Linked DNA regions of Macaca mulatta: region 1 is linked to region 2. A link is a contact called in public Hi-C data. All regions are on one chromosome and are shown on one strand. Each heading gives the region's core, a stretch centred on a gene start, on an enhancer-like site or on the middle of the called end of the contact. The rest is flanking DNA. Distances are from core to core; before and after follow the strand shown. Region 1 holds the start of RPS6KA4 (ribosomal protein S6 kinase A4). Region 2 holds the start of LOC106993200.

Region 1 (2,700 bases), core at 105-2,604, 280 kb before region 2:
GTCCTGGTGAGGTGGAGAGGGGATGACATCCTGGGTAGCCAGCAGGGATTGGAGTCTAAGATCTGGGCTAAGGGGTGGGGGGCAGTTCACAGCCTGGTGGGGCATCACTTAATGCCAGGGGCTGCCAGAAGGTGTGGGAGGGATGCTGGCTCTCTGACCAGGGCCTCTAGCATGATGCCTGAGAAGGGGGGCAATTAGGTTGAGGTGCAGGATGTGAGTCAGGGTACCTGGGGCCGCTCAGGGGAGGGTGGGGCTGCCCAGGGCTGAGATGAGTCAGCCTGAACTTGGGGGATGCAGAGCTGGGAGGGGCAGCCTGACCAGCCTCCCAGGTGTGACCTGCAGCAGCCTGAGTCCCTCCTCCTCTCAGCCAGGGCTTCACAGGACACGGCGTGGGGTGGACATCCTGGCCTCTCCAGCTGGCAGAGGAGCAGCGAGCCCCTCCCCACTGGTCTCAGGGCCTGGGGCCTCATGGCTGTCCCACTTTGCTAGGTGGCCCCATTGGTGGTCAGGAAGGGGAAGGCAAGAAGAAGAAGAGGGAGCAGAGGCTCAGGAGGACCAGTCAGCAGGGGCCCTGGGCCTCATGGGGAGAGGGGGCAACCCCGTGTGGCACTGACATCTCTGCTTGAGGCCTACTCAGGGCTCTAAGCTGGGTACTGCATCAGGTTAGGAGACAACAGGGGCAGCACACATGAGGTGCGCATGGCACCTGGTGGGCTCTGCATGGTGGCTGGGGGCTGATGTGATTCTGCAGGCCCCCTCTACAGAGAGCTGGTCAGAAAACTGGCCACTCCTCCTTGCCATGGGGTCCCAGGCTTGGCTCCAGCCCCCTCTTGGTGATGAGGCTCCTCTTTGCAAAGGCCAATCCGCTGGGGAGTGGGACCCTGGTGGCCACCCCCAGGAAGGTGGAGTAGGGCAGGCCCCACTGCCTGAGAGCTGAGTGACTTCCAGGATCCAGACCCCTTCTCAGCCTGCCCAGCACCAGGCACCTCGCCCCCCATCTTGGGGCACAGACTCCTGGTGTCCTCCAGCCACTGGCTGCAGCCGGCATTCCCAGGCAGACCCCTGTCTTGGGGGCAAATGCCCCAGAGGCTCCAGGTTACCCACGGGCTCAGGGATGGCTCCCACGGGGTGTTTCCAGTTCTCTGGAGAGTCGAGTAAGGTCCCGGAGCGCACGGCCCTGAGGCTTGGCCGGGGGGCTCGGGAGACAGGGCGTCCCCAGCCGGCCGCCCACCGGCAGCCCGGCGCTGTCACGTTCCAGCCGCCTGACTCAGGCCGCGTAGGGCGGGGAGCCGGGAGGCGGTGCCGGCGCCCGCCTCGGCCCCGGAGGCGGCACCAGGAAGCGCCCGCCCCGGCCGGAGCCGCCATGTAACCGGCGCCGCCCGGAGCCCGAGCCGCGCGGGCCCCAGCGACCCGCCCGCCATGGGGGACGAAGACGAGGATGAGAGCTGCGCCGTGGAGCTGCGGATCACTGAAGGTGGGTGTGGGGCCTGACTGCGGCTGCCCCGGGCGGGCCGGGCCGGGTCATGGACCGGCTGGGTTCATTCACCCCCTGTGCCCACAGCCAACCTGACCGGGCACGAGGAGAAGGTGAGCGTGGAGAACTTCGAGCTGCTCAAGGTGCTGGGCACGGGAGGTGAGGACCCCCATCCACCGGGCAGGCGTCCCAGGCGCGGTGCCCCTGACCTCCTGCCTGCTCACTCCTGGGCCTGGGCCAGGCCACTGAGCAGGCCCCCCACCCTTTCCCGGCACAGCCTGCCTTGCCTGCCCCGCCCTGCCTTGCCAGGGTTTGCATGCCCACTTCCAGGGCACTCCACGTTGACATCACTCCTCCCTCCACGGTCCTGTGCGTGCATACCCCCCTGGATTTGCCAACACCTTGGGGAGGGGGACTTGCACCCCTCTCAAGTTATTTGCATACCTCCTCCCTTTCTTTCAATATGGGATCCCCTCCCACATTTTGCAAACGCCCCAGCGCTGGTTTGCGCATCTCTTCCCCAGCCAGGTGCACACCTCTGCCTCCCTTCCTTGCACTGGCATCTTTTCACATCCATCTGATCTCTCGCAGATTTGCACATGCCCCGCCCCCACGCCTCGAAGCAGGCCCCCTGGAGTTGCATGCTCTCCAGCCTGGTTTGCACATCCTTTCCCTGGTTTTGCTGGGCACCCTCCCGGGGTGTGCACACCCTTTCCTTAGAAGGCTCTGCCAGCTTTTTGCACACCTGCCTCTTGCCCCGGCTCCTTCGCCTAATTTGCACACCCTCCTGGGTTGGCATCGCCCCCACCCCCCAAGCCTGCACCAATCTCCCGCTCACAGCCTACCCTCCACCCACTCGCTGCTCCCACAGCCTACGGCAAGGTGTTCCTGGTGCGGAAGGCGGGCGGGCATGACGCGGGGAAGCTGTACGCCATGAAGGTGCTGCGCAAGGCGGCGCTGGTGCAGCGCGCCAAGACGCAGGAGCACACGCGCACCGAGCGCTCCGTGCTGGAGCTGGTGCGCCAGGCGCCCTTCCTGGTCACGCTGCACTACGCTTTCCAGACGGATGCCAAGCTGCACCTCATCCTGGGTGAGCGCACGCCACATCCCAACGGGGGTGGTGTGGCTGAGGGCAGGCGAGGCCACCTGACGGGGCTGCTTCCTAACTTCCACTGCACCTCCCAGACTATGTGAGCGGCGGAGAGATGTTCACCCACCTCTACCAG
Region 2 (2,700 bases), core at 126-2,625:
ATAAAATGTAAAGAGGGCCGGACGTAGAAGGTAATGGGGAGGACAGAGCTTGGGAGTGATGGGGGCACAGAGTATGGAGGACAGAGATGGAAGGTGACACGTACAGAGGTGAGAAGAGATGGCATGGAGAGAATCTTAGGGGTCTAAGATATGAAGTAATGGGGGGCCTGAGATGGGGCTGAGGAAGGATGGAAATGAGAAGGTGATGGGGTCTGAGAAGGAAGGTGAAGTTTTTCAATGGATGGTTATGAGGGGCAGAGATAGGAGGTGATTGTAAGTGGACAGCGATAGAGAACTGACACAGGAGGGGAAGCCTGGAAACGGGAAGTGCTGGGCCTACAGAAGTGAGATGCTGGGGGTCAGAGGTAGAGACAGAGCAGAGATGAGGGGACATGGAGGGGAGACACTAGAGATAAGGGGAAGGAGGATGGGAGAATGGTGGGACAGTGGAGTGAGTTGGGAGGTAATGGAAGGCCAGTCGTCAGAAAAGAAGGGAAGGTTGTTGGAAGGATGGAGGTAAAACAGAGACATACACGAAGAGGTCAAGCAGGAAGAGATATGTCAGACGCAGAGATGACAGATGTGACAGAGGTGGGAGGGAGGTGAAGGGGGAGAGATGACAGACCAGCGATGGAAGGGTGAGGGTGAGGCAGAGGTGGAGGCAAGACAGATGGAGAGATGATAAGGGGCTGAGATGGAGGAGGTGATGCGGAAGAGAAATGGAAGGCAGAGCTGCAGGGAGAGGATGAAAGGACAGACAGGGCGGGGAGGGTAAGGAAGTAGAAGGAGATAATGAACCAGACCTAGGGGTAAGCAGGTTTAGGTGAGGCGAGGAAGCAAAGTGCTGAAGACAGAGATGAGGGTGATGGGGGAGAGGAGAGATGGAGGCAAGGGTGGGGCTGAGATGATGGGTGCTGGAGATTGGAGGTGAAGGGGCTCCGGGACGCAAAGCAGAGGGGCCGGACTCGGCGTGCACAGCTGGGGTGGGGCCCACGGGGGCCTGGCTGCGCACACGGGAAGCCCCCCTGCCCCCGGGGCCAACCGGGTGGCCGGCATCGACAGTGCCACTTACCGTGGCCGCCGCGGGTGAGGAAGGGCATGCGGTTGATGGCGATGGGCACGGTGCCGTGCTTGCTGTGGAAGTGGTGGACGTGGTGGGTGGTGCTGAGGCTGGAGGAGACCCGGGCCCCCTCGGCCGCCCCCAGCAGCAGCAGCAGCAGCAGCGGCAACAGCGGCAGCAGAGGTGGCGGCGGCGGCGGCGGTGGCGGCGGCGGCGGCAGGGGCCCAGCCAGGGCGGGGGGGCGGCGCGGGCACCCCCCCGGCCCGCTCCCCCCGGGGGGCATTTCGGCCCGGGGGCGACCGCCTCACAGCCCCATGGCCGGGGGCGGGGACGCGGGGCTGCGCAGCCCCGCGAAGCCCCCCTCCGGCTCCGAGCTCCGGGAGCGGGGTAGGGATGAAGCGGAGGTAAACCAGGGCCCAAGCCTCGGTCCGGAGCCAATAAAATCAACTGGATCCCGCCGGGAAATCGGGGGTCCGCGGAGCGGCAACACCAAGGTCCAGGATGCCTGGGTCCATCGCGAGGAGCTAGGGGTCTCTCTGCATCCCGGCGGGGTCGGAGCGGCGCAGAGGGCCGTCAGAAACCCGGGGGAGCGCCCGGGGGAGGGGGCATGGTGCCGAGTGGAGAGGGAGGGGAGCGCGGGGGCCAAGCAGGGAGGGGAGAGCGAGGGAAATCCTGCGGAAAAACCGAGCCGGGGAGGAGGGCGGTGCGGGCTGGAGGAGAAAAGAGGGACGGAGGCCTGGTTCTCCCGAAAGCAGGAGACCGACGGCGACTAGAGCCGGCCGAGCTGCTGCTGCCGCTGCCGCCCGACGGAGGCCGGGGGAAAGGAGGGAGCGGCCGGGGGAAGGGGGGCGGGAGAAGGGGGAAGGGAAGCAAATCCGGGTGAGGGGGGAATGAAGGGATAGGAGAGGAGGGGAGAGGAGAGGAGGGGAGCGGGGCTGAGCAGAGGAAAGGCGCGAGCCTGCGAGATTCCGGCGGAGAGATGGAGGCAGCGGAGTGTTGCTGCAGAGGCTGAGAGGGCTGGAAGGGAGAGGGAGGGAGGGAGAGAGGGAGAAAGAGAGGGAGGGAGGGAAGGAGAGCGGAGAGGGGAGGGGAAGCGCGGGAGGAGGAGGGGGCAGGGCAGAGGGACCAGAGCGGCTCCCGATCTGCGGGCGGCGCTGGGCAGCTCCGCCGCGCGGCACCTGGCTAGCCCGCTCGCCGCTCGCCTCTCCTCTGCGCGCGCCCGCCCCTCCCCCGCGCCTGGACGCGCGCGCTCCTCCTGCACCCCCCTCCTCGAGAAGGGACCCTGCTGAATAATGGAACGGGATTGAGGCTAGCAAGAGAGGCCACTTTCTTCCTCCCCGCCCACCCCACCTGGATGAACCCCAATAATGCTCTCTGGCACAGCCTGCTGAGATGCCGCGGCGGCCACCTCTGCACACACCCCTCAGAACGCACACGCACACTGAGATGTGTACCGGCTTGGGTATGGAAACATCCACGTGCCCATATGGGCACAGTGTGCGGGCAGGCACACAGGCTCAGACACATACATGCATGCATGTGCTCACAAACATGGGCACACCAACTCACTCTCAGGGGAGCATGTACACATGCTCACCGGGCATACATGCGTGCGCACACACGTTTGATCACAGGCCATG

What was found. Hi-C and Micro-C count contacts between places; a contact is called where the count stands out from the background.
Region 1: a Hi-C map of fetal cortical plate shows a contact between it and region 2, with 1.6 times the contacts expected there. The contact joins the promoter of RPS6KA4 here to the promoter of LOC106993200 in region 2. A contact is called at or near these places in 2 of 14 Hi-C or Micro-C datasets (fetal cortex germinal zone and fetal cortical plate).

The regions. Positions count from the first base shown.
Region 1 is chr14:10,037,090-10,039,789 of T2T-MMU8v2.0, reverse strand. It overlaps RPS6KA4 (ribosomal protein S6 kinase A4), which reads left to right and starts at 1,354. Exons shown (of 17, transcript NM_001265624.1): 1 at 1,354-1,474; 2 at 1,562-1,633; 3 at 2,346-2,564; 4 at 2,660-2,700. The coding sequence starts at 1,420. It overlaps LOC144334165 (a long non-coding RNA gene), which reads right to left and starts at 1,687. Exons shown (of 2, transcript XR_013403668.1): 1 at 1-1,687.
Region 2 is chr14:9,755,864-9,758,563 of T2T-MMU8v2.0, reverse strand. It overlaps LOC106993200, which reads left to right and starts at 1,375. Exons shown (of 5, transcript XM_077964770.1): 1 at 1,375-1,554. The coding sequence starts at 1,375. All of the region lies in intron 15 of NRXN2 (neurexin 2), which reads right to left.